Linked DNA regions of Pan troglodytes: region 1 is linked to region 2. The links are chromatin contacts, called in public HiChIP or PLAC-seq maps. All regions are on one chromosome and are shown on one strand. Each heading gives the region's core, a stretch centred on a gene start, on an enhancer-like site or on the middle of the called end of the contact. The rest is flanking DNA. Distances are from core to core; before and after follow the strand shown.

What was found. HiChIP or PLAC-seq counts read pairs in DNA pulled down with a chosen protein or histone mark.
Region 1: an H3K4me3 HiChIP or PLAC-seq map of stem cell-derived excitatory neurons shows a contact between it and region 2, with 10 times the contacts expected there. The contact joins two enhancer-like sites. A contact is called at or near these places in 1 of 1 datasets of contacts at active chromatin or transcription factors (stem cell-derived excitatory neurons) and 1 of 1 other capture datasets (stem cell-derived neural stem cells).

What each region holds. Positions count from the first base shown.
Region 1 is chr9:32,566,265-32,568,964 of NHGRI_mPanTro3-v2.0_pri, reverse strand. No RefSeq gene overlaps it. Among named protein-coding and RNA genes, the nearest start is that of KIF18A, 450 kb to the right of the region's middle. Within about 2 kb of position 1,269, at least 11 of the 24 cell types and tissues checked have an H3K27ac peak or open chromatin away from gene starts, as enhancers often do. A contact at or near this core is called in stem cell-derived excitatory neurons and stem cell-derived neural stem cells, where this site is marked.
Region 2 is chr9:31,722,526-31,725,225 of NHGRI_mPanTro3-v2.0_pri, reverse strand. No RefSeq gene overlaps it. Among named protein-coding and RNA genes, the nearest start is that of BDNF, 63 kb to the right of the region's middle. Within about 2 kb of position 1,320, at least 11 of the 24 cell types and tissues checked have an H3K27ac peak or open chromatin away from gene starts, as enhancers often do. A contact at or near this core is called in stem cell-derived excitatory neurons and stem cell-derived neural stem cells, where this site is marked.

The DNA of each region.
Region 1 (2,700 bases), core at 20-2,519, 840 kb before region 2:
TTTCTGGGTCAAAATGGTAGTTCTGTTTTAAGTCTTTGAGAAAGACTCCAAACTGCTTTCCACAGTGGCTGAACTAATTTACATTCCCACAAACAGTGGCCTTTCCATTTCTTAGCAGCCTTAGCATCTGTTGTTTCTCAACTTTTTAGTAATAGCCATTCTGACTGGTGTGAGATAGTATCTCATTGTAGTTTTGATTTGCATTTCCCTGATGATTAGTGATGTTGAGCATTTTTTTCACATATTTGTTAGCTGCTTGTATGTCTTCTTTTGAGAAGGGCCTGTTCACGTCTTTTGCCTACTCTTTAATGATTCTCTTTCTTTCTCTCTAGCTTTTTTTTTTTTTTGCTTAATTAAGTTCCTTATAAAATCTTCATTTTAAAAAGATCCCCAGGTCATCCTAATGTACATTAAAATTTTAGAACCACTATGCTAATATAGACTTATCACCCCCACACTACAATTGTTTGTTTCCTTGTTTGCTTCTCCTTGCTCTGTGAGTTCCTTCAAGGAGGAACTGTGTCCTATGTGCCCCAGTAGCCCAGCGCCTAGCCCAGTGCTCAGTACATAGAAATCAAATAGCTGTCACTTACGTCCTTATTATTTGCCAAGTGCCATATATACATTGTTATCATTTAACCTTTGCAACAATCCTTTGAGAAGGTCGCTGTTATATCCATTCTGCAGATAACGGGGCTCAGAGACTTTAAGTAACTCACCTAAAGTCACACAAATAGCAACAGAACTGTCATTCAAATCCAGCTATATCAAATGCCACAAGATGTGCTCTTGACCGCTATTTTATATTATACTACTTTCATAGTAGACGTTTAATAGATGTTTATGGAATTAAGCAGACTTTGCGCAGCAATGATTGAGCCTTTCCTTTGCTTCTTTCTGTCATGAAGTAAAAGGACAAGGGCTACAGTTTTAATCTGCCATGCAATTTCCAACGTGCAGAGGCATAATGTCTGCGTTCACGGAAATGGCCTGTAACTATACTAGGAATTCCGCATCCCCCACCCCTCTTCTCTTGGAAGATCTGCAAGTGTTAGTAAGCCCTGCAGACAAGCAATCCTGTCAGGCAGAAGGCAGCCCAGAGCCCTTAAATAAAACATTCTCGCAGCCTTCCGCGGAGAGCATGGAGACAAATACCGCGGATGTGAAAGGTGTCGCTGGGATTACCAATGACGTGCTAATGGCTGCTCAGGCAATCTCTGAGCCTCCTGCGCTCTGAGTCACCCGCTCCCTTTGGAGCCTGCGCTCACGTCATTAAGGGACCGAGAGCTATTCACAGATCACTGACTAATGGCAAGCTTGAGCCCGGCCTGCACTCCCCCCACCAGCCTTCTCCAAAGGACTAAGGTCAGGGACAGGAGGCCCTGGAGCTTTTTATCACGGCCACAATGAAGAGTGAAGGAAAAGACAAAGTCTTCTGCCTTCCTTCTATCTATTCTGCTAGCTGTACTTTTGCAAATGAGGAACTTTCCTCGTGTTCCAGAATGTGTTGGAAACTCTTTGCGGGGAACAAGCAGAATCTTGAGTAGGGCGGTTTACTTTTGACAGTTTATTATTCTAAAAAATCTTTCTGATGTTATTTTAATTCCACAGGCATTTCATTACTAATCAACCCTGGGGCTTTCAGTTTCTAGAGTACATAAACATATTTCCTTTTTTTGGATTATTTGTGTGACTGCTTGCTTGAATTTATTGTAATTTTATTTGTTTGTTTGCAACTGCCATAATGGGAGCTTCTAAAAGACTAGGAAGTAATAAATGTAATATTTTCTTTCAGATACTACATTTTTTCCCTAGCCTGCCTAAATCCTTTGAAATATAACATCACTTGGTTTTCCTGCCAGGCACTTCTCCCTGAAATAAAGTCACAGGTCTGCTTTGGTCACTCTGTCAATATCTGTGACAGATATTTCCAAGTTAACTTTTAGGGAGTCACAACTTGGCAAGTCTAAAAAGCACTATATTTAGCTGCAATTTTGGAATGATGTGGGAAAGAAAATTGAATCTGAAAAAGCAAAGCAAGATGAGGTTGAGCATTTTGTGGAACAGGTAACAACCACAGAATTATTTTTTCCTGAATAAACAATGATCTGTTTGGTGGCCACTTCTACACTTTTCCAAAAACAATCTATTTACTTACACAAGTTCGAATTCTTCAAGATTAACCCCAGGCTTTATCCTGGAAGATAATTTTATTTATTGGTAGAAGATAAAGCTATTCATATATAAGGCAAACTGGTTGGAGATACATTTGAGCTCACTTTGCTTTCTATGCTAATGTCAGAACATGAAGTTTAAGCATTTGGTTACTGAAGAAAATATCGCACACTGGAATCATTAAGATCAGTCATCAAAATGATAAAGACAAAATTTTTTTCCAGAATTCTGGAGCTCTGATACACAGTTTGAGAGTACATTTCTCAGCATGAATTGCATTGTTCAGTCAAAGAATGACCATGGAGCAAAAAATGCAAAATGTTTCCTATTTCTGTTAAAAGTCAGGTTTAATATAGACACATTTCCCTTAGATGTGGTCCACAGAATATCTTCTTTGGGAGATATCATTTGGAGAAAGCAAGACTTATCTTTTTGAACAAATAAAATTTTGATTGATAAAGGAGCTTTTACAATGGCATACTAGGATCAACATTGGTTGTGATCGTGAAAATAATCAGACTTTTT
Region 2 (2,700 bases), core at 71-2,570:
CTATTTTGATACTGTCTTCCGGAGAGGACGCGTGGTGGAGGGGAGGAGGTAGAGGGAGAGCATGAGAGGGGGTTGTTTCTTGGTATTTGCCCAGTTTGAATTGCCCTAGGTGAGAACCCTGGGGCAAAGGGAGAAAGAAAAAAAAGAAAGTCTTCCTGCGGATATAATGAGTTTAGTTAACTTGGACCTGCAAATGTCTGATTCAAATGTAAGATTTATCTCTCTTTTTCTCCTCTTCACCTCCCTCTTTTCCGTTCTCTTTGCTGGTGTGTGTGTGTGTGTACAGTAGATTCATTACTAATTATGAAGCTTTTGCACAACATTCGATTTCCTAAAATTTGACTTTGTAGCATTTAGAATCAGGCGGTGGAGGTGGTGTGCGGTGGGGAAAGAGGAGGTGGAGGTTGGGAAGAGGGAAGGAGGTAAAGCTAAACCTCCAACACAAAAAATGAATCAAGGTAATTTCAGCTCTTCTAGTGAGAAGGATTCATTCTCTCTGTATCCCTCCCTCCCTCTCTTTCCCCCTCCCTCCCTCCTTCCCGCCCCCCTTCTTCCACCCCGCCCCCTCCTCCAGCCTCCATCCCTCCCTCATTCTATCTCTTCCTCTCCGTCGCCCTCGCTCCTCGCTGGATGTTTCTTTCTGGGTTTTCTTTTTTTTTTTTTTTCCCTTCTGTCCTCCCTCCCCGCGAGTTTCGGGCGCTGGCTTAGAGGGTTCCCGCTTTCTCAAGGGAAGGGGAGCTGCCGAGACCGCGCTCCGCTCCCCAGCCGGGCCGGATGCCTCACTGAGCCCAGGTCCGAGTCAGTCGGGGTAACTCAGGGAAAGGGGAGCCTCCGCCTGGGGGTAGAAGGTCCTTTCCGGACCGAAGAGCCAGAGAGCGGGCCGGGCGAGGGGGCCTGGGCGGCTGGAGGCGGTGGAGAAGAACACTCTTAGCTCCGTGCGGCGGCTGGACAGAGCCACCAATCAGCTGGACGCGCAGACCGCCCTGCCAGGGCGAGGTTGCGTCCGGAGGCACCGGTGGAGGGCGGCCGGCTAGTCGCTGAGCCGCCGCCGCCACCCGGGTGGGCAGGGGACTGGCGGTGGGTGGAGGTGGGGGGCTTGGCGGGTGAGATAGAAGCGGCGCGGAGCCGCCCAGACCTGTGTTCTACCTCTCCCGCCCCCGCCTGCACCCCCGGGGGACAGCGAACTGCCGGAACGCGCGGCTGCGTTATCCTCTTGCCACTCTTCGGGGAGCTCAGGGACTTAGGCGCCCCTGGGCGGGGGCCACCAGGCTCTCCACACTCCTATAACCCTCACCCCCACCCCCTTCTCAGGCCTTTTGTTCCGGCCACAGAGCCAAGCCCGGTGGCAGTTTTCGCCCCAGGGTTTGGTCGTTCTGGACTCCTCCCCGGATCAGCTCTTCTTAATTAAAAGGCAAGAGCTTGGGGTAGGGGTGAGGGGAACGTAGGAAAAATCTGTTTCCGAAACTCAAGACCACTGTTTTAACGAACGAAAGAAAGAATCCCAACTCTGCGCAGGTGGATTCATAGGCGAAGCGAGGATATTGTGGAAATTCAGAAGGAAAAGATAAAAAACAGGCGCTAGGATCAGATGACGGTGATAGGCTGCTCGGCACACAAAGGGAGCGTAGGGCAGGGTTTACGGAGCAAGCCTGCAGCGAATGGGGCACAGATTGTTCCGAGATCCAGTCGTTTTCTCAGTCAGATCTACGCGAAGGGAGGGGAGGGGAGGGGCGGGCGGGGGAGCGTGGCGGGAGGGGCTGAGCTTGGGGGCGGGGGGATTTCTGATCAGTCTGATGCAATTCCAAGCGTGCTGCAAAGGAACTCCAAGGCGCCCGCATCACCATCGCCACCCACCCTTCCCAGATGGTGCTGTTTTAAATACGGATCTGCAGGGCTGAACGCAGAACTGGGAGATTTATTGCAAAATCCCGGGAGGGGCGGGGTGGGGGGGTGTGCGGAACGGGGAATGGAGGAGCAGAATTTAAAGGTGCAACGCTTGCTTTTTCCAATCAGGCGGCAACCGGCCGGAATTATTATTTTTTTCTTTCTGTCTGCTTGTCTCTGGATTCTAATTCACCAAGAAAGAGGTGTAAATATTGTGACATTTTGAGGCAGCTTGATGGATGGGAAAGAAATCATCTGTCACTCTAAATTGCAGAGTTCCCTCTCCCCGTGCCATCCCTTGCTAGCGAATACTCGCTGCTGCCTAATACAGTTGCTAGGGCTTCAAATGAATGCATCGTTAAGGGAATATTATCCTTTTAGTTGACTTGCCAATTTAGTTGACAGTTGAATCGAGAAAATTGTAGATTTCGTGTCTCTGGGAGGAAAAATGCTTAACAGTCTAAGTCTTATAACCTTGAGGTCTTTAACAACTTAAATAAACCTCAAAAGTGTCACGTCATCCTCTACACACACACACACACACACACACACTCAACTTGTAAGATGACATGGTTTCACCTAAACTGTTGTGGAAATGAGTAGCACTTTAAAAATGGTGCACCTGATATTCACTGTTTATGTGTATTTACAAAGAGCTCTTCAGCATGAAGGCAAGACATTTCAATTGTCCTGTTTGGAATCAGTCAGAAGACTAGAAGGTGATGGAGAGAAGAAGGGAAGAAAGAGGAAAGAGAGAGAATTTTAACCTAGATGCTATTAAATTAACAGTAACCTAGCCTACTTTTATACCCCTTG